Linked DNA regions of Mus musculus: all the other regions are linked to region 2. The links are chromatin contacts, called in public Hi-C, HiCAR-type and HiChIP or PLAC-seq maps. All regions are on one chromosome and are shown on one strand. Each heading gives the region's core, a stretch centred on a gene start, on an enhancer-like site or on the middle of the called end of the contact. The rest is flanking DNA. Distances are from core to core; before and after follow the strand shown. Region 1 overlaps Gm30305 (a long non-coding RNA gene). Region 2 holds the start of Hs3st3b1 (heparan sulfate (glucosamine) 3-O-sulfotransferase 3B1). Region 3 overlaps Gm29851 (a long non-coding RNA gene). Region 4 has its middle 110 kb from the start of Gm30305. Region 5 has its middle 15 kb from the start of Gm29851. Region 6 holds the start of Pmp22 (peripheral myelin protein 22). Region 7 has its middle 64 kb from the start of Gm30305.

The links. Hi-C and Micro-C count contacts between places; a contact is called where the count stands out from the background. HiCAR-type assays count read pairs that join an accessible place to other places. HiChIP or PLAC-seq counts read pairs in DNA pulled down with a chosen protein or histone mark.
Region 1: an H3K4me3 HiChIP or PLAC-seq map of craniofacial prominence shows a contact between it and region 2, with 6 times the contacts expected there. The contact joins the enhancer-like site here to the promoter of Hs3st3b1 in region 2. A contact is called at or near these places in 2 of 39 promoter capture datasets (the 3T3-L1 cell line and hippocampal neurons), 1 of 484 Hi-C or Micro-C datasets (the N1E-115 cell line), 6 of 115 datasets of contacts at active chromatin or transcription factors (bone marrow-derived macrophages, craniofacial prominence, embryonic forebrain and 3 more) and 1 of 9 other capture datasets (macrophages).
Region 3: a contact with region 2 is called in an H3K4me3 HiChIP or PLAC-seq map of embryonic forebrain, with 4 times the contacts expected there. The contact joins the enhancer-like site here to the promoter of Hs3st3b1 in region 2. A contact is called at or near these places in 4 of 39 promoter capture datasets (the 3T3-L1 cell line, hippocampal neurons, second pharyngeal arch cranial neural crest and 1 more), 1 of 484 Hi-C or Micro-C datasets (the N1E-115 cell line) and 8 of 115 datasets of contacts at active chromatin or transcription factors (craniofacial prominence, embryonic forebrain, embryonic hindbrain and 5 more).
Region 4: a contact with region 2 is called in a Hi-C map of bone marrow-derived macrophages, with 5 times the contacts expected there. The contact joins the enhancer-like site here to the promoter of Hs3st3b1 in region 2. A contact is called at or near these places in 1 of 39 promoter capture datasets (hippocampal neurons), 1 of 15 datasets of contacts at CTCF or cohesin (pro-B cells), 1 of 484 Hi-C or Micro-C datasets (bone marrow-derived macrophages), 1 of 115 datasets of contacts at active chromatin or transcription factors (kidney) and 1 of 9 other capture datasets (macrophages).
Region 5: a Hi-C map of the N1E-115 cell line shows a contact between it and region 2, with 10 times the contacts expected there. The contact joins the enhancer-like site here to the promoter of Hs3st3b1 in region 2. A contact is called at or near these places in 9 of 39 promoter capture datasets (the 3T3-L1 cell line, cranial neural crest, embryonic stem cells and 6 more), 12 of 484 Hi-C or Micro-C datasets (the N1E-115 cell line, adipose-derived mesenchymal stem cells, embryonic fibroblasts and 4 more), 13 of 115 datasets of contacts at active chromatin or transcription factors (craniofacial prominence, embryonic forebrain, embryonic hindbrain and 5 more) and 1 of 9 other capture datasets (embryonic stem cells).
Region 6: a HiCAR-type map of astrocytes shows a contact between it and region 2, with 2.6 times the contacts expected there. The contact joins the promoter of Pmp22 here to the promoter of Hs3st3b1 in region 2. A contact is called at or near these places in 1 of 39 promoter capture datasets (embryonic stem cells) and 2 of 115 datasets of contacts at active chromatin or transcription factors (astrocytes and embryonic midbrain).
Region 7: an H3K4me3 HiChIP or PLAC-seq map of bone marrow-derived macrophages shows a contact between it and region 2, with 10 times the contacts expected there. The contact joins the enhancer-like site here to the promoter of Hs3st3b1 in region 2. A contact is called at or near these places in 6 of 39 promoter capture datasets (the 3T3-L1 cell line, frontonasal cranial neural crest, hippocampal neurons and 2 more), 4 of 484 Hi-C or Micro-C datasets (the N1E-115 cell line, bone marrow-derived macrophages, reprogramming fibroblasts and 1 more), 7 of 115 datasets of contacts at active chromatin or transcription factors (bone marrow-derived macrophages, craniofacial prominence, embryonic forebrain and 3 more) and 1 of 9 other capture datasets (macrophages).

Annotation. Positions count from the first base shown.
Region 1 is chr11:64,670,612-64,673,311 of GRCm38.p6, reverse strand. The region is part of intron 3 of Gm30305 (a long non-coding RNA gene); the gene reads left to right. Among named protein-coding and RNA genes, the nearest start is that of Gm30305, 47 kb to the left of the region's middle. Within about 2 kb of position 1,256, at least 14 of the 459 cell types and tissues checked have an H3K27ac peak or open chromatin away from gene starts, as enhancers often do. A contact at or near this core is called in the N1E-115 cell line, craniofacial prominence and embryonic limb bud, where this site is marked.
Region 2 is chr11:63,920,835-63,923,621 of GRCm38.p6, reverse strand. It overlaps Hs3st3b1 (heparan sulfate (glucosamine) 3-O-sulfotransferase 3B1), which reads left to right and starts at 1,338. Exons shown (of 2, transcript NM_018805.2): 1 at 1,338-2,288. The coding sequence starts at 1,735.
Region 3 is chr11:63,245,136-63,247,835 of GRCm38.p6, reverse strand. Gm29851 (a long non-coding RNA gene) reads left to right here. Exons shown (of 4, transcript XR_388736.2): 4 at 1-539. Among named protein-coding and RNA genes, the nearest start is that of Gm29851, 3.6 kb to the left of the region's middle. Within about 2 kb of position 1,420, at least 9 of the 459 cell types and tissues checked have an H3K27ac peak or open chromatin away from gene starts, as enhancers often do. A contact at or near this core is called in the N1E-115 cell line and embryonic forebrain, where this site is marked.
Region 4 is chr11:64,608,846-64,611,545 of GRCm38.p6, reverse strand. No RefSeq gene overlaps it. Among named protein-coding and RNA genes, the nearest start is that of Gm30305, 110 kb to the left of the region's middle. Within about 2 kb of position 1,350, at least 8 of the 459 cell types and tissues checked have an H3K27ac peak or open chromatin away from gene starts, as enhancers often do. A contact at or near this core is called in bone marrow-derived macrophages, where this site is marked.
Region 5 is chr11:63,263,487-63,266,332 of GRCm38.p6, reverse strand. No RefSeq gene overlaps it. Among named protein-coding and RNA genes, the nearest start is that of Gm29851, 15 kb to the right of the region's middle. Within about 2 kb of position 1,477, at least 25 of the 459 cell types and tissues checked have an H3K27ac peak or open chromatin away from gene starts, as enhancers often do. A contact at or near this core is called in the N1E-115 cell line and uterus, where this site is marked.
Region 6 is chr11:63,130,113-63,132,812 of GRCm38.p6, reverse strand. Pmp22 (peripheral myelin protein 22) reads right to left here and starts at 1,356. Exons shown (of 5, transcript NM_008885.3): 1 at 1,159-1,356.
Region 7 is chr11:64,653,732-64,656,647 of GRCm38.p6, reverse strand. No RefSeq gene overlaps it. Among named protein-coding and RNA genes, the nearest start is that of Gm30305, 64 kb to the left of the region's middle. Within about 2 kb of position 1,252, at least 20 of the 459 cell types and tissues checked have an H3K27ac peak or open chromatin away from gene starts, as enhancers often do. A contact at or near this core is called in bone marrow-derived macrophages, where this site is marked.

The DNA.
Region 1 (2,700 bases), core at 7-2,506, 750 kb before region 2:
AAAGGCTTAGAGTTTTGATTCCTCCCTCATGTACGTTCTCAAATTTTCTCTTTTCCTTCTCCCTTTTCCCTCGTTCCTGCCTAGTAGTTATTTTAATACTCCTTTTGTAATATCTCATTGGATTCAATTCTCTCCATGTGAAAAAAATCAGAATTATCCTTAGCTCTTTTAACTCCTTTCTACAGAAGTAGGTGGGGAGAAGTGGTGGGGTTTCTTTAGAGCCAGTGCTTTCTATTGCTTTGCAACAATAGTTTCAGCCACTTGCTCCCTAAACCATCTTAAAAGCAGCCATTCTCCAAAGGTGCCCCAGGCATTCCTCACTGTCTCTTGCATACGTGCATTTTATCTAATCTTCATAAAACACTCGCTCGGTGCCCGTGCCACAAAAATCAAATGCTCAAGCCTTGTGCCAATGCTTTCTAGGAATTATAGGTCAGAGAGGAATGAGGTTCAGCTAAATCATAATGACAGTGGACAAACACCGTTCCCAGGGGTCTGCAAGAAGCTGTTGCCCAACACAGAGCCAGCTGGTGGGGACTACAGGAAGCCCCAAAAAGGCTGCTGTGTCAGAACTGTCGCCTAGTGTTAACAGCACTGAGGACGCTCTTCTCTTGTGTGCCTCTTAGCTCATAAGACACATGACCTGACCATTGCCATCCTCAGTCTTTTCACCATACATGCATTATCCATCTGCCTAGAACGTCCTTTCCTTTCCCTTCTCAATGGCTATGTCCTGCTCATACGATGTAGTTCAGCTCCCATCAAAAGGAGTCACATAAACATCTTCTCATTCATTTTTATGCCCTCCCAGGATCATACGGTGCCCAGACCTTCTCATTCTCTTGAATAGTTTCTAGTGTTCCTTAAGCACCAGGGGCACTCTAGAATGACCCTGCGAATATAATGGTTCCTGTCTGACTTGCCCTAAGAGGAGTGCCTCCCCATGAAGGTTGGAGTTCTCACAGGGATCTCAGAATATCGCAAGAGCAGGAAGGAGTGTCCAGAACACCTCTGGAGCTCAGCTTAGAAAAGAATTTAAATCGAACTTTGGCAATGATATGCAGCACCCTCAGTCATATGGTCTAATGTGGTATTTGGCATGCAATTAACTACAGCCTTGCCAGCCCTGCAGCAAGGCAGATAATGGGGAGAAGCCTGAGGCAGGAGGAATGCTGCTGTTGCTAATGTTGCTTCAAAGCCTCTTAGGAAAGAGCTCATTATGAGCATGCTCCTAACTCCCTGCCTCTGCCAAGTGTCAAACTTCATTAAGGGGGTGGAGGAAGATCAGTTGCAGAGCAGTGCTAGTCTGGGCCAAGCCTGTGCATATGTGTGTGGGGTGCTCCCCATGCGCCCCCCCCCCCCGAGGGGGGGCTGACCAGGACACAGTTAGCAATTCCTCAACTGCAGTTGAACTTGACAGGCTGTGAGCTTCTTGCCCAATTGATCCATGCAACACGTGCACATTTTGAAAAGTGGAGATGTGTTGAGAGGTGGTTCAGTACTTCATTGAAATTTCTGATTGAATTGCTTACCATAGTGCCCTCTCCTCCTGGGCAATTCCCATGGCCTCATGGCAGTACTCTTGCTTGCTTTAAAATTCTTGTTTGTTGGAAGCAGTTTCTTCTGTTAGCAATGATGGTGATGATCTTGCACATTAGAACACCTTTGAAGAAAGAGTATTCAGCTTTCTGATTTTTTTGTTTTGTTTTGTTTTTCTTTTTTGTTTTGTTTTTCTTTTTGTTTGTTTCTTTTGAGTTTTTTTTTTAAATTGTTTTTGGGATTCTTTTTGAACACTCATGTTAAATGACTGAGTTTCAGGCCTATTAAAAAATCATGAAATTAGACACTATCATGCCACTTATTATACTAAAAGAAACAGATTCAGGAAGAACAAAGTGTTCCTGAGGGTCCCTCAGGTGGGGACCCCAATAGATTTCTCACCTCAACCATTGCACCTCACAGTATAGATCCTGGTAATGTCTGAGGAATGGTCTAGACACAGAGAAATATATGAGTCAAATACTCTTTTTTTTCTCTTTTTTTTAATTAGGTATTTTCCTCGTTTACATTTCCAATGCTATCCCAAAAGTCCCCCATACTCACCCCCCCAATCCCCTACCCACCCACTCCCCGTTTTGGCCCTGGCATTCCCCTGTACTGGGGCATATAAAGTTTGCAAGTCTAAAGGGCCTCTCTTTCCAGTGATGGCTGACTAGGCCATCTTTTGATACATATGCAGCTAGAGACAAGAGCTCCGGGGTACTGGTTAGTTCATATTGTTGTTCCACCTATAGGGTTGCAGTTCCCTTTAGCTCTTTGGGTACTTTCTCTAGCTCCTCCATTGGGGACCATGTGACCCATCCAATAGCTGACTGTGAGCATCTACTTCTGTGTTTGCTAGGCCCTGGCATAGTCTCACAAGAGACAGCTATATCTGGGTCCTTTCAGCAAAATCTTTCTAGTGTATGCAATGGTGTCAGCATTTGGAAGCTGATTATGGGATGGATCCCTGGATATGGCAATCACTAGATGGTCCATCTTTTCGTCACAGCTCCAAATTTTGTCTCTGTAACTCCTTCCATGGGTGTTTTGTTCCCATTTCTAAGAAGGGGCAAAGTGTCCACACTTTGGTCTTCATTCTTCTTGAGTTTCATGCGTTTAGCAAATTGTATCTTATATCTTGGGTATCCTAAGTTTCTG
Region 2 (2,787 bases), core at 89-2,588:
GGCCGCAGAGTGAGTCACCTCCTGCGTCCCCGCGGCCTGCACGGGGGTCGGAAGGAATGAAAATTCTGTCCCGGAACCGCACGCAGCCTGGCGTTGGAGGCCTTTCGGTCTTGCGGAAAATGGATTCCAGGCACCGAAAGGCTCTCAAGCCGCCACTTGGGTGAACGTCCCCATCCCGACTTTCCTAACTCCGATCGCCAGCGCAGAAATTTGGCCAGGCATCAGCGCCCGAGCTTCCCTCACCAGAGCTGACAGTTTCTGAGAAGACCCCTTTCCGGGCCGCCCCCCTGGACAAAGGTGCGAAACAAGGAAGCCTCGGAGTGGATTTTCACCATTAAATAAGTGCTAGTCACTACTCCTGAATTTACCCCATATCAACATTCGACTTAAAAAAAAGTTATTGGGGGAAAACGCCTAGGATTCAGTACAGAGTCATAGGTCAGAAACCCAACCAATCTTCTAAGCAGGGGCGGATGCCGGCTTAATTGTTTGTTCAAGAGAAAGAAGTTAGAACATCTATCAAATTAATGATGCCAAGGAACAGATACCCATATAAAACTCCGACATGTGACTTTAAGTTTCAACTAGTGTCTTTAAACTAAACAACCTTCCTTCTCTCTGTTCACCCCCCAGGCCTTTTCAGGAGAGTTTGGAAAGAGTGAGATAGTGTTTACGTCTGTCCCTATTAAGCGCCAGGCACAGGGAGACCATTCTGGACAATATTGAGAGAGCGGGAAAGTTAGTGACTTCCGCCGAGGTTTTCCCTACTTAAACTTCCTAAATCAGGGTCTGTTGGAGGCCCTTCCCTGAGCCCCGATTATGAAACTGGGTTTGCGGGTGGGGCTGGAAACACGTCTGGTCGGCTTTCCCTCTTCCATCCCTGTCTCTTTTCTGCAGCTTTTACACTCAGGAGCCGGATGGCGGGACCCTTGGATGAGGACTGGCATCTTTGTCACATAGGCAACTATAGCCAAGACTGGCCTCAGAAGCGAGTGTGGAAAAGCGCGCGTGTATAAGAGAGCGCCACTCAACCGGGTGGGACCTCTTTCAGCGTTGGGTCACTCCAGCATCCTCACCATCTGCTCCTGTCACCAGCCGATGGCCTCGCCTCCCTGAACCCGCCCCTTGAATTCTGAAGCCAATAGCAACCCCATACTGCTCTACCCCCCTTCGCGAACCCTTTCCACACCCCCACGTTCCGAGAGACGATTGGCTGTTTCGACTTGGGTGAAGCTCCGGCATTTGCATGCTGCTCGCGCCTCCTGGTAGGTAGCGCAGCCCGTCACTCGGAAGGCCGGGACCGCCCACTCCACCTCAGTGCTGGGCTCTCTTCCTGCGCAGTTCTCCGCCGCAGCCTCAGCGGGCAAGCGCCGGGGCTGCTCTCAATCTCCTGGCTGCGAGGAGGCAGCCCCGGCGAGCTGTCGTGCGCCCCGTCCAGAGTTACTGAGTGCGGGGCACAGCGTAACTGACAGCGCGTCTGCTCACAGTTCCCGTCGCCTGGACTTAGCTTTCCAACCCCGGCTTCTCGTGGGCATCATGTCAAGAGCCGTCGCCGCTGCAACCGCCGCCGCCACCCGGGGAAGAGCCGCAGCCTCGGCAGCCGCGCGCGCAGGAGGGCAATAAACCGAATCACTCCGGGCTCAAAGTGGCAGGGGACCGTCGCGGTGCTCTCTGTTCCGGCGGGACTCCTGCCATGTGCTGAGCCATGCCCCTGGCCGCGCCCGCGGGCCGCGTATGGGGCAGCGCCTGAGCGGCGGCCGGTCCTGTCTCGATGTCCCGGGCCGGTTCCTGCCGCAGCCGCCGCCGCCCCCGCCGCCGGTGAGGAGGAAGCTCGCGCTGCTCTTCGCCATGCTTTGCATCTGGCTGTACATGTTTTTGTACTCGTGCGCCGGCTCCTGTACCGCCGCTCCCGGCCTGCTGCTCCTGGGCTCGGGGTCCCGCGCTACTCACGCTCAGCCAGCCCTGGTCACAGCTCCGAATGAGACATCCCCTAAGATGCCCTTCCGGGCACCTCCGGCCAATTCGCTGGCTGCAGGCAAGGATAAGACAGTAGGCGCTGGGAGCCAGGAGGAGCAGAGTCCAGAGGCGCCGGACTCCCCCAGTCCCATCTCCAGCTTCTTCAGCGGCGCTGGGAGCAAGCAGCTGCCGCAGGCCATCATCATCGGGGTGAAGAAGGGCGGCACGCGGGCATTGCTGGAGTTCCTGCGCGTGCACCCCGACGTGCGCGCCGTGGGCGCCGAGCCCCACTTTTTCGACCGCAGCTACCACAAGGGTCTTGCCTGGTACCGGTGAGTTTCCTCTCCAGGGGCCGCTGCGCCGGCCGTGATCCCGACCGTGAGCCCCCACCGGCCGTTGCGCGTCAGGTGGGGAGGGAAGCAGGGGTACAACTTCCGTCAATTTAGGGCGGGCGGGGACCAAAGTGCGACCGCACATTGCTGGTGGACAGTTGGGGAGAAATCAGATGCTCCGGAGTAGGCTGAGACAGCCACCTACAGAAACTTTTAGCTTGGCACCGTTGGCTGGTATGCTGCGCCCTAGAACCATTTAGGTGATCTCTCCACAAAGACACCCACCCGGCAGCTACTGGGAAAGCGCCGGAGGAACCGGTTACCTTTTGGCTGTGGCCGCATCCCACGCGAATAACTCGGAGTGGTTAGGATTTTGTCTCTCTTGCAGCCAGGGACGCGGGGAGGAGTGTTGTGCGCCTCTGGGTCACAGCCTTTAACGAGCACCAACTGCTAGAGTCGCTTCTGCTGCCCAGATGGGGAGAGGGGCGCAGGCTAAGGC
Region 3 (2,700 bases), core at 171-2,670, 680 kb after region 2:
CCCAATACATGAAAATGGAAATGGAAAACTGTACAGCATCAGCATCAGCATCAGCATCAACCAACCTGGTCCCCATGAGGCCTATTGACTGCTTCGTTCATGGTTATCTAATCACTACTTACCAGCTTTGGCTCTTGCTTTGGTGGCACATAGACATTGGCTAAACCTTTATGGAGATCCCCCACCTGCTAAGTCATAGCACCATGTAAGTGCCAGCTCTGGGCACATGTAGAAGCAAATGAGAAATGATAACCACTTGAAAGAGCTTTGCTGTGAAAGGTGAATGAAGCACCCACACCGTATAATCTGTGCATTGGTTAAATGAAAGAATTCTGTCTCTGTTGTAGAGTTTATCTGGCTTTGTGTGTGGCTTTTTTTAGATACATTAGGGAACAATATAGAAGGACCATCCATATTAAATATCTAAAACTATTCAGGGGAAGGAAGAGAGAGAGAATTTTTACAACGCTATATTTGTGCACTTCCTTTGTGGGAAGCTTCCAGTCAATGTCTTTGAAGCCTGCCCTTATGATACATGATAGGTGACAGAGTCAGGCAGTGAGCCTTGGGGTCCTCTTTGAAACCTGTTGGCAAAGGCTGGATCACATTTGGGACAATGGAGGACACAGAGAGGGTGGAAAGACAGAATCCATCATGGCTCCTACAAGAGCAGAACAAAGGAAGTCTGCCTCCTGTCTCCACCACCGCTCCAAGCGGGTTGTGTTCACTTTAAAATCATTCCCCAGGACAATAAAAAGTTAAGGAAACAAGGCCATGCGTGGTGGAGGGCTCTAGTAATCCCAGCACCCTAAGAGCAGAGACAGAAGGATTGCAGCCAAGTTCATCGAGGCTCACCTGGTCTACACAGCAAGTTCCAGGCCAGCCAGTGCAAACACAAGACCGATCAAACCCAAAACACCAAACAAACATTAAAACAACATCTGAAGGAAACATGCCTTTGTAGAGGGGTGGAATTCGGTACTGTACTTCCAATAAAAGGTAGAATGTTGCATTTCCTTGAACATAAACAAAAGTCAATGTAGAACAAAGAAGACAAGCAGAAGCCAGGTGTGAGGGGGTGGGATTTAATGCTTAATTGACTTGTGATCATTTCTGATCATCCATTCTCTCACTAGACTCAATGCAACCACTTTACTAAGAGAACCCGTTCATTCTGTATCAATAGTGTCTCTCTAATGAGAAATAAACGAGGGATGGCCTTTTTAATTGCCTTAGAGTGATTCCTTCTTTTAGTTCTAGTGGGCTGCCCGAAGTCTGCTGCTTAGGGGCTCTTCCTGCTTTCAAGGGCTTTCTCAGCAGCTTCCTTGCAGAAATAAAAAGGAGCTGCTCACAGCACCTCAGCTGCACACAATTAATCCCCTGCCAGGATGCTGCTGGTTGAATGATTCAGCAGCCTTTCAAAGGGCCTGACTAATCATGCACAGCCAACATGTGCTGCTACGAAGTTAATCCAACATGCAACGTCAAGAAATTAACCAGATTTATTCACAGGGGGGCAGGGGAAGCACAGAAACCAACAGAGGAAGGCTGAGAGGAAGAGGGTAGCCCCCACAGGGCCAGGAAGTCCACTGTGAGAACATAGAATTGTCCTCCTTGTGGAGGCTGGGATAGTCCATGGGCGTAGGCGCTTGTCAATTTGTAAGTCATTATTTCGAGGGAAAGAAGTTCGGTGATAAAGTACCAGTGTTAATTAGGATTTCGCTCCTAGTGCAGAACTTCTCACTACTGCTGGGCCTTCTACTCAGTTTCCTCTTATATGAACATCCTATAGAAGAGTTAGACTTGCCAAAGCTAAGAAATTAACCTTGGTAGATTACTTTTAGTTAAAAGACATTTGTGGATTGTACTAGTTTCTGGGTGGTTTCATGTTGTTCAACAACACTGCCCCATGCCCCCAATCCAAGGTCATAATCTGTTTAGTCAAATACAACTGTAAATGTTAGATCGTTTTCTTCTAGATTTACAGAAAACTGCAAAAACAGAAGGCACATAGTGCCCTGCCACCCCCCACCCCCCCCACCCCCACCCCCCGTATCCACCACACAGTTTTCTCAGCCATGGCGTCCTGGGTAAATTTCCATGTCAAAGCGTGAAGCTGACCCCTGGGCTAATACAGAGTGTGCTTGATGTCCTGCGCATGCATGTCCCAGTCAGATCCAGTCTTAAATCACATTTTACCTCAGAACCAAGAAGCTCTGTGTTTCCCTAAAACATCTCTCCACGCTCTCTGCCCCAGGAGGACATTAGCCCACACAGGTAAACTGGGAGATGACACTGATCCTCAAATACACGGCTCAGAGAAACAAAGGTCCTCTTGGAGCAATGCCTGTTCAACAGTCTTAGGAGAATGGGTCTGTGGCTAGCCGTTACGATGATTAAAAATCCAGACCTTTAAGCCTCATTGTGCTGTAGTCTGACCCTTCCTTCCCTTCAGTCTCAGCTCTGCTCTTCAGAGCGTGTATGGTACAGGAACAGGAAAGAGAGTAGCCACAGTGAACTAGCCAGCAAGGCGGCAGCACACCCCAGCCCTGACCACCTAAAGCCAGGCCACACACACAGTATCACAGTGCAGAAACTCGGGCCCACAGTGCCTGGACAGCCCAGTGGCTCGCATGAGCATACCCTAGAACCTTCCTAGTCCTGAGATTCTTTAACACAGTGTGTCATACTGTGGTGACC
Region 4 (2,700 bases), core at 101-2,600, 690 kb before region 2:
TCAGGCCACGCTTCCTCACTCCTGCCACCACCAGCAGCTCTCTGGAGCTAGCCCCCATGCCATGTGATCTCACTCTGCTTTGTCTCTCAGCTCACCAACTCTCTGTCCCCGAGAACCATCTCTTAGCCAGGGGACCTGTGTTCCTCTCACTTCCACGCATTGACCTATGCACACCTGGTTAGCCATCTCAACACCTAATTACCTGGTAGAATTAAGACTTTTTTGGCTTATGGTTAACCAATTAGATTCATGTATTAATAATATCACATTTTACAAGATGCCAATACAATAATTTCAGAGCCAATTGATAATGATAAAACTTTAACCCAATTATTCTAACCTTTAGATAACACCACATCCGCCTCTATTCTGGTTCTTTTTCCCTCCTCTCTCCTGTGACCTTTCTGTCATTCTTCCCAACTCCTAGTTCTGTCTTCCTTTTCCTGTCCAATCACAGGCCTGCCACTTCCCTAATGTGATTGGACAGAGAAAATCCTACAACAAGGTAGACCTTGCTCACTCTGACGGAGCAGTACCAGCTACACAACAAGCTAGAACCTCGGCATGTTTTCTATATAACAGGACAAGGAGGGTTAGTTAGTCTCAGTAGCAGGTCTCTGAAGAGGAAGTCTCTGGTTTCAGTCATCCAGGAGGAGGAAGCTGCTCTTGCCAGTTTTTGCACACACTGGCCAATAGTTCATAAACAACGGGGTTTGGACCAAAGGACAGTTTAGCTCTTGCCTCTGTACCTCACCTGGAAGAAGGCTTTGCTGATTCCCATGTGTCTTAGATATTGGTGTACATGGCAAGGCTGTCTCAATATCAACACTATATATTCACTCAGACTTCATCCACTCCTTACTCATTCACTTGGAGCTTTCTCATCTTCCTGTACCTGAGAATGATATGCAATTGTCAAGACAGATTCTTCTGTGGGAGGGTAGGAGCTAAGCTGTGATGGGTGTCTGTGGCCAGACAGGATGTTCCCTTGCTTTCTCAGTTTCTTCCTCAGTGATTTGTTCTCAGTTCCTCTCCCTCCCTCGTCCCCCCTCTCTCTCCCTCTCTCCTTCCCTTCCCCCTTTCATCCTTCCCTCCTCTGTTTCTCCCTCCTCCTCTCTATAGCAATGGGAGATGCTGAGCAAAATGCATAGAGTGGAATGTTTAGAAAGCAAAGCAAAGAAGCATCAAGCATATGGGAACCGAGAAATAAAATATTAGCTATAAAGAATACTGAGAATGGAGGATAGAACTAAGGCAGGGAATTCTGTCAGCCATACTGCAGTGACCCAGGTGACGGAGGCCGGGCATGAATGCAAGCCAGCACAGAAAGGGAAGGGTAGCTTTCTCACAGCTCTCCAGTGTCTCTGACAAATAAAATGGAATTTCAAGGTCTGAGAATGAAAGCAGAACTGAGTAGGTGGAGGAAAACGGTGAAGGATGAAAACCACCGAGAGCAAAATTTGAACGAGGATCAAGATGACCTCAGATGACGTCATAATGAGGACTGACACAGAACTGGCTGTCCCATAATCCCAGGATGACATTCAAAGAAAATAAAAGTAACTACAACACTAAAAATGAAGTTGTTGTACACACTAGCAAAATTATGCTATTAATGTTGGCCTTCTGTAATTCAGTTGTTGTAAACACAATCCCTACATTCATATGTTCAAGGCACTGAGAGGGAGAACCTTTGAGAGGCAATTGTCTTGCGTTATGGAGACTCTGGCCATATTATTTGGTCAATCTACTGAATTGTTGGGTTAATGAGTTATTATGACAATGGTTGGTTATCCTGCCATTCGTCTGTTATGAAGTTGACTATCTCATGCAGGCCCTTTTACTCATGTGATGTTTAGAGGTTGGTTGAGCCTCTTTAAAGATTCTACCAGAGAAGTCCCCAGTAGATACAATACTTGACCTCAGACTTAGCCTTTAGAGCTGTGGGTAGGACAATATTATTTATTCTCTGTAAGTTTTCTAGTCTGTGGCATTTAGTTATAGTAACTAAAATTAGACTGGGGCAATGTTGTTATATACCTGCACATAATCTTTATTCTTAGAGGGCTATTTTCTGTTGAAATTCTTCAAATCACATCCTTTATTCCATCATTGGGAAATCCGTGAACACTCTGATACCTGTGTGCTTAATATTTTATTCCTGGGACCAATATACTGAATTCTAAGTAGAAGACCATCTTGTAGCCCCATCCTGCCCTTCAATTGTCTGGCTGCCAGCAGGCCTAAGGTGTATCTAGAGTGCTCTTGAGTATAACGTCTACAGTCTGCCTTTGCAAAGTGTGACACAGACAGACTCAATTCAACAGCAGAGACTGTTAAGTGCCTGTTGTGTGTTGACACTCTTCCACCTTCCTATTAATAACTGGGAGACTAAGTGTCCTCAGAGATAAGGATGTTGAAGGATGAAGTGGAAGAGCTATGCAAGTGAGCTTTAATATAACCATTAAATTAGTTCTGCAAATGAGCTAGGAAAAAGTCTAGTTCAAAAGCTGCATCTGACTCTCTGCTGGAGTTTGTCTGTCCTGATGGTAAGGGATATATGCTTAAATAAATGTAGCACCGCCAGAAATCTGAAAACATTGTGCTGTGCTGGAGTAGGGGATTAGCTACACCTGAGGAAGTCATGAGAGGGGAACATTTGCTGTGGAAACTGTCTTCTTTGTCTTTATTTTCTTGTCC
Region 5 (2,846 bases), core at 228-2,727, 660 kb after region 2:
AAACTCAGAAATCTGCCTGCCTCTGCCTCCCGAGTGCTGGGATTAAAGGCATGTGCCACCACCGCCCAGAGAGTTATTTTTTTAATGTTTCAAAATTTTAAATTTTCTAATGGCAAAGAGATCATCAATAGATTCAGGGGCGTGTGATAGGCTGGAAAACTATTTGCTAACTGTGCTGAAAGTGAGTGGTGGACTGTCTCTACCACACAGAGAAAGATGAAGGAATCGTCTGAAAGTCAAATTAACAACAGACAACTGGGCGTGCCCTAATCAGGATAAAGTTGAATCCAGTGAAAATGCAAAAAGCCACTAAGTGTAAGTCAAGAAGGTCACTTTTATTAGGGAACAAATAAGTAGAATCAAATAAGGAACAAGCCTTCCTCCATCCTGGACTAGAGGAAATAAAGAAAGGGGACTATGACCATGACAATCAGGATGCAGCCCTAGGTCTCAGTCAATGTTCTAAACATTTTATATACAGCATCCCACTAAATCCCATCATGGCGCTCCTGGCCATCTCCATGTATAGATCAGAAAACTGTATGTACACATAAAGAGTAGTCATGTAAGTTCTCTGATGTTTACTGTCCTATTCTGAGCTTCTTCATGTAAAAACTGTTGAACAACAGGACACAGAGACAGACATATGCCTCTAATATCAGCATTGTCTAGGCAGGCAAAAGGGTCTGGAGAGCTCAAGCCCAGATTCACACACACAAGAGTTTGAGGATAGCCTGGGCTATGTGTTCTATGTCTTAGAACAAAAAAAAAAAAGAAAACCCGCTGATCAGAACAAAGCAGACCATTTACATGATGCACAGTCTATAGATGTGCTTATGAAGTAATAGATTATGATGGCTTTCTGAATAATGTACAGATGTAGGTCTCATTTTTGAAAGAAAGAAAGGAAGAAAGAAAGAAAGAAAGAAAGAAAGAAGAAAACAAAGAGGGAGGGGAAAGGTGGGCACCATATGTGTGTGCCAGGTGGGCATGTGTGTTTCTGCATGCAGAAAAGGATGGCGGGACTAGAGATTGGAGTAAGCTAAGCAGAGGCTAACAGCCCCACAGGAAAGCTCCGTAGCCCTGTATCCTTTTGTCATCCTATCCCCTCTAGAAAGTATTTTCAGAGTCTAGGAACAATTCAACAAACTAGAATAAAATAATTTTGTGATTATGAACTTCTGCACCCGGGATGAAACCAACGTCTTCCAAACGTCACTGCCTCTCATGCTTGACTCCCACTTATTAAAAGAATAAATCTTTCCATTCCATCTACAAAACCTACTGGGAGGAGGATAAAACCGATTATGTTGTCTTCATATTGGGGGGCGGGGAAGGAGGGTAAATAATGACCGTTCTCACCCGGAACAGCAACTCAAATAAATGAAAGGGAAGGTTCTCCTTTGGAAAGTATCTGAGCATCAGAGAGAAGTCAGATTGCACAAGTTTCCCTTGTCTATACAGTCACTCACTCGGCATGCACGGGCTGTGGTTTACTTTCCGTTTGGCATGCCACATTGTCACCTTTCTCTGTGCTTTGTAAGCACTTCCTAGGGGCTTTGGATCAGGTATAGTGTCCCCCTCGAGTCCTCTCTCAACACAATTCCAAAACTGTTCAAGACTTCTGGAGACATATTCAGTCCCAGTATCAAATAAAACTGGTTTTCTTGCCCCCTCTAAAACCTAGGAAGAAAAGAATAAGTAAAACCTTAGACTTTTCAAGTGTTTGTTAGGGCTGCTCTCCTCCTCCCTCTCCTGGGCACAGGCAGTAATTGCATGACCCTGCCCACTGGGGTTAGATGCAGGACATGATTCATCTAATTGAAAAGTGATTAGAATTTTGAAAGAACTGGTAACTGAGTTTCCTGTCTCCCTTTTTCATGATAAGGGTGCACGTGAAGAAACAATTTCATCAGTACAGCCTCTCAGTTCTAGGCTGAGTAGCAGAACAGGTGTGGACAAACGCACCTGCTGTCAGCCACTGAACCTGGGCATTGCTGTGGCCACAGCCTAACATGGCTAATGAGCTCCTTAAAGTTTTAGTTTCAACCATATACCTCACTGTGCAGACTAGTGCCTTGCAACTGGAGACCACTTCATCATTGTGGTGTGGTCTCTGCTCTTTGGAAAAAGAACCACTGTTTTAGACATTGTTTCTCAAAGGATGTCCTGAGAGGGTGGCTGAGCACAGAGTAGTAAGTAGGGCATTGGTTTCCTTGTTGCATCAACAATAACAACAAAATCAAAGCAGAGCCCTCAACCATGGTGTGGAAGGCAAGGTGGCAGGGTCTTGAAGCAGCTGGTCTGGTAGCAACAGCGATGGATGGCTATGCCCAGTTCTCTTCTCCTTTTTATATCCTCCTGGGCCCAGGGAATGGTGCTGCCAACTTTTAGCGTGGGTCTTCGCACCTCAGCTAACCTAATCAACAAAATGCCCTTTTGACATTCCCAGAAGTCAAAAATAACTCCACCTCAGAGTTAAGCAGAGGTTTGTCTCCTAGGTGACTACAGATCTCTTGTGTTTCACTCTCATGCTTTTATGCAGTGGCCTTTCAGCACCTTCTTGCAGGGAAATCAACTCTGCCACACACTCCCCTGCCTCAGGAGCCCTCTGGACCTTGATACAAGAGACCATGACCTCCCCAACCTTGCATCTCCCATTCCCTCAGCAGATTATGAACAATGCTGCCAAGCTCTACCTCCAGCTCCAACTCCTTTTGGACCTCAATTGCATATGTAGCCTGACTATGGGGAAATGCTTTCCTATAGAGTTGCTCTTGATCCAGGGGCCCATTTAGTGCTATTTTTGGTTTCTTCTTTCTCCTTTTGAGTGAATTTATGTTTTC
Region 6 (2,700 bases), core at 107-2,606, 790 kb after region 2:
CCCCGAGACTGGAGGCTCAGCGGGCGGCGCCAGGCTCACAGCCAGAGGCCTGGGGTCGCCCGCCACCCGAGGCTGGTTTCCCAGACCCCAGCGCGCCCCGCGTTCCGTTACTTGCCTCCAAGTTTCCACCCGTTTTTGCCAGCGGAGAGCAGCCGCCCCGCCCCCGGCTCGGCCTAGATGCTGGCGGCTGGGGGAGCGGGAGAGCAGGCGGGCTGGAGGATTGCCCGGCTCCGGAGCTTCCCGCGCGCAGGGTTCCGCGCCTTCCCTGCGCCCCGGGGGGTGAAGAGCCTTCAGCCCCGCCAGCTCCACAGGCACCCCCTGGACGGCCCCAAGGAGAGCTAGGCTGAGCCCGCCGCACTTGCGGACCCCTGTCCAAAGCCCCATCCCGAATAGATGCGCCAGGGGCCCTATCCCTTGGTTGCTGCTGACTGGAGGGAAGGAGACAGTGCGTAAAGAGGCTGATTGAGTCTGAGAATTCTCGCAAGTCAGAGCAGGCAAGACGTGTTTCCAAGGTCCGAAGATACTATCTCCTACCCTACCTCCCCCTCCACTTCAGACTTTAGGGAGCTAAAACTTGGGTGACCTGATAGTGAATGTGTACAGCCGTGAAAATCTGGCTGCAGCTGAGTGAACCAGTTAAGGATAGAACCTTAGACCAAGGAGACTTCTAAATTAGTTTTGACAAGTATTCTATCCCAGACACGTCCATTTTCCTCCCAAGGAACACATCAAAGACAAAAAGCCAGGAATGCACTGAAGATATAAGCAAGATTTTCCCCATGATTTCCAGAAAATTCAAATTTCATTGGATGGCTTCAAGTAGCAGAGACCAAGAACACCATAGGGCCTGCGGCTAGAACCCGAAGGACCAGAGACTCGTGTATTTTAACAGTACATCCTCTGGAAAGAATCACAAGGCCGCCCCAGCAACCCTCTATCCAGACACCGCCACCACCCTGGTCTGGACGATGCAGAGGCAGTCCTAGGTGTGTCCCTCCGGTAGGCTAGGATGTAGGAAGGGGTCTCCACGTTCTTGTCACAAGGCGGCCCTATGGAGGGTCAGAGCCCCGTCCCCGCTTTAGGCATAGCATTTCCAGATGATGCCCAGCTTTATGCCCCCCACCACCACCACCTTCTTCACTTTCCCTACCAACTTACTTTCAGTTCAAAGGGACAGCTATCTCAGAGCAGATTAGCCTCAGGCACAAACTCCGGTGCGTCCACTGGGTTGCTGGCGTCCCCAAAGACAGCTGTGCTGCGGGTCAGCGCGCGCGCAAAGCAAGGGGGCAGTGGGAGGCTCCCGGTGTTCCCCTTTAACGGGAACTACGCCCTATTTGCGTCGCTGCAGAAGGGTGTGTCCCAGGGTCAGCGTGTGCGGGAGGGCGGGCCTCCCTGAGGAGAGGGGGCAGGCGGGCGGGCGGGGCGCCGACTGCCAGACAGTTACTTGGACTTAAAGACACCCCCGGAAAAACCAGATCTCTGCAAAACCTCGACTTTTACTTAAAGCTGGAGGACCCTGGGCTTCTCGTCTCTCACCTTCCCTAGATCTGTGGTACTCGGGCCCTGTTGACCAATACATTGCACCTTCGCCCCTGTCCCCTCAGCGCACATGGATAAAGATTGCTAGATTTCGTACCCACCTCCCTGCCTCACTCCCCAAGTGCGCAGTGCTGGGTTCTCGGGAACACTGAAGTGAACTGTGCCCATTCGGGGACTGTGTAGCTGGATCACCTCTCCTACTAGCAGCCAGGACCTCAGGTCTTGGCGCACCTGACCTGCGCTGGGGTCTTAACTGGGCTAGTCTTTAAAACACCCATCCTCGCTATCCCTGTTTGTACCTAGAAAGTATGCTGGTTTACTGGGATTCGGGGTACATATCTAGAGGGCTAGGCTGGGACCCCAATCCAAGAGAGAAGGGAGGGGAGGAAAATCCAAGCTTGACGGACGGATGGACGGACAGACGGACAGAGGGGTGGGGCTCTAGGATCCGGCTCCTCCTAAGCTTGGCAAAACCAGATTTTACAACTGCATATAAGCTCCAGGCGAAGTTTGCCTGAGGCAAGCTGGCCTGGCTCCCAGCCTTGGCTGGAGTCCTGGCCATGGGGGTAGGGGTGAGAGAAGTGGCCATCTGAGGTGCAGGAAGAGCAGCCAGAGAAACTAGCTGATTCATAGGCACTTGAGTGTGGCCGCCCAGAGTTAAGAAGGGAGAGGCTAGCCAGCTCTTCTTGGAGATGTGCCCAACTAACCATCAGGTCACCTGTATTGGCTGACTGAGCAAGGAGCCCGTGTGTTAAAGTCTCTACCTGCATATCCACACCCTCCCTACCTGTTAAGAGCAGTGAGTCATAAAGCCCTGGGAGACTCAGATAGTTCCATATTATTTTGTTTTTTGACAGTAGCCGCTACTTGAGCTAATTGTATATGCTTGCTCATTACATAAAAAAATAAACTTGAAGCATTCTTCAGACAATGATCTTTTAAAATTTCTCATCGGATTAAAAATAAAGAGTATGTGTGACATTTTTATTCAGTTCCCTGCCAATGCCAGGTGTCGTACCTGTGCTTGGCACACAGGAGGCTGAGAGGAGATGCATGGCAGAGGTTGAAGCCAGAGCTCTGCACTCGGTCCACACCTAATCAACTAGTGCTCCTGTCGTGAGCATTCATTGAGCATTCAATGTTTTCCTCTGGGAAGAACGG
Region 7 (2,916 bases), core at 3-2,502, 730 kb before region 2:
AATCCTGATCTCATTCCTTCTACTTTCTGGTTTGTTTTTAAAGTGTGTGTGATGGCTATTCTTGGTTGTAAACTTGACAAATCTGACATGAACTAAAATTAGAACATAGTTGGCACGTGAGTGAGGCTGAAATTGAAGTAGGAAGGTCTACTTCTAATCTGAAGCTTAAGGTAGTAAGACACTTGCTTTTAATCCTGATCCTGAGGTTGGAGGACGAATACCTTTAATCTAGATCTCAAGGAGGGAAGCCACACCTTTAATCTGGGCTTTACATTCTGCGGATGCCTATAGAAAGACATGGAAGAAGAATGATTTTGCTCTTTGTCTACTTATTTTTACCTTGCTATTGAGTCAATTGCATATATGATTATTATATAAGTATATATAATCATATATATTATGTTATTAAATTAAGTCTCTACATACACACACACATGTTTTAAATGGTTAGACCTCCACCTTTTAAATGGTTAGACCATTCACATTTAATGTGACTATTAACACCAAATCAGTATATAGCACACTTTTTTAAAAAACCTATTTGTTATATTTGTTGCTTTTATCTTTCCCTTCTGCATTGCCTGGTTTTATTTAAACATTTGTTTATTTCCTTAGCAAATAAACCATATTTCTTTCAATAAATTAGTGGCTTCCCTAGAGCTTACAAGACACACTTGTAATTGACCTAAGTCAACTATTACAAAATTATAGCACTTCACATAGGCATCTTGCCATAGAATATTCTAAAGTCCTCCTTCCTGTCCCTATGACAGTCTAGCCATAACATGTGTTGATTCATATGTTAAAGTTCCAAAAGTCATCATAATTGCTGCTTTAAGTTATGATACTTTGTGTTGACTAAGAATTCAAAAATAATTTTAGTTCCGGTGTCTTATTTCTAGCCTCCCGTTTTGATTCCTTCCTCCTAGGGTTCTTTCATGTTGATCAATTTCTCCAGTCAGAACTCTTTACACATTAATCATTGCTAATTTAAATCTCCAGTTCGATACATTTTAGTTTGTTGCCCTATCTTAGTTTGATCCTAATATCTGGAACTTTGGACTATTATTTTTTGAATGTTATAGTTCATTGTGATTTGTGTTTGAAGGGAAGGCAACATACATAAAGCAATGGGAACCTTGTTTCAGCTTTAAGTTTTAAATTAATCTGTGTAGAGAGTGGGTTATGACTATGTCTCACTTCTCCTTCAGCTATAATACAATGGTGATGTCATCCTACCCCCATGGCATGGGAAAGGGAAGGATGTTGCAATCTTAGAGTTTACTCTGTTTTTTTGTGGGTTTGTGGCCTCACTCCTGAGTTAACGCCTTCCCTACTGACTCCCTAGCTGTAACAGGAAATCTAGAAGGAATTACCATGGTGGGGAAAACACCATCCCCCAGGCTTCTCAAGGCTCTGGTGAAGTCCTTCACCACACTGCAGGCTCTTGAAGGAAAGAACATGGTGGCCTGTTTCATCATGAGCTTCACTTAATTTCCTCCTGAGAACCTGGTGGTTTTCCTGTATGTAAAACTCCAGGAAGCATGTCTCATCCCTACATCCAAAGCTGTGGCTCCCAGGGACCTGCACCTTTGGCTTCTAGTGCCTCCTCAGGTTTACTGTACATACTAAAACTTCTGATACTTGGCACCTCAGCATCTTCTGCTTCTGAAAGCAAATCTGCTATGTCTGGCATTATGTCCATCTCTCTAGATTGGAGGAATTTGTCTGTGACCTCACGTCTTGGGAAAACCCATGAAAGTCGAACAGTCTCCAGTTTACAGCTTTGTGTTTTATAAAGATGAGCTAGACATCTGCAGGCTCCTTTCCTGTCAGGGTGAAAACTGAGGCCTTTGCCTTTTTTTTTTCTTTTGAGTCTTTTTGGAGTCTACTCCCCCCTTACTTTGTGGCTTATCTCTTTTCTTTCAAAGTTTTCATACAGACTCAGAACTGCCCTTAGTACCCCAAGTCTTTTACACTGCAAACAAACTACTTCTATTGCCCCATACTGTACGTTTCAGATGTCCACAACCTATGGGCATCCATGCTGATGAAAGCTGATTCCTTATCCTCACATCCCAGACTCTGTAGATTTCCTCCAAATTTGCTATTGCCTGCCCTCTAAGAGGAAACACATAATCCATACTGGGAATCTCATCTCCTTGTCCCTCCAGGTAACCCCAAACTCTGCCTTTTCTCTAAGGTTCAGTCTGACTCCCATTTTCACCCCAAAGCCACACAATGCTTCACGGGTAGAAAAAGCAATCTTTCCAAAGGGCATCCTAGAAGCTTTGAGCTCAGTCTGATAACAGAACAGGAATTCTCTCAAGGACGCAGAGCTGGTTGGATTCAGAGCTGGGTGAAGAACACACAAAGCCTTTTCTCCCATTCATGACTCACCGAAGGAATAAGCTCTGTGTTGTTGCCCTTGGCAGCCCACCCCCTGAGAGCCAGACTTAGTGAAGAAGAGCTGAGCTTCAGCCCCCTGTGATTTCCATGCTGGTCCTTGGAAACTCCCACAGAGTACGGAATAGTGATGAGCATCCAAGCCATACCTGGATAGGTAGACCAGTGAGAACGTTCCAAAAAAGGCTCTGAGAGACTCCGTTAGGGTTTCTCAGCAAAAAAATCTGTTTTCAATTTCCATATAAAAACTATGTGAGCCATTTTAAACATAAATGTCTATAGTTAGTTCGCAAGAAAAGTAGTCAGTGCTTTTAACTGGTGAGCCATCTCTCCATTCCCCTGTAAAGACAAATTTAATGCATACTTATATGCATGTATGGTTTTAATAAAATTTTTATTATAAAGAAAATTAATGTTTTATAGTTAAATACAAATAACTGTAGAGATTTACCCCAATTTATGAGAGAGAGAGAGAGAGAGAGAGAGAGAGAGAGAGAGAGAGAGAGAATA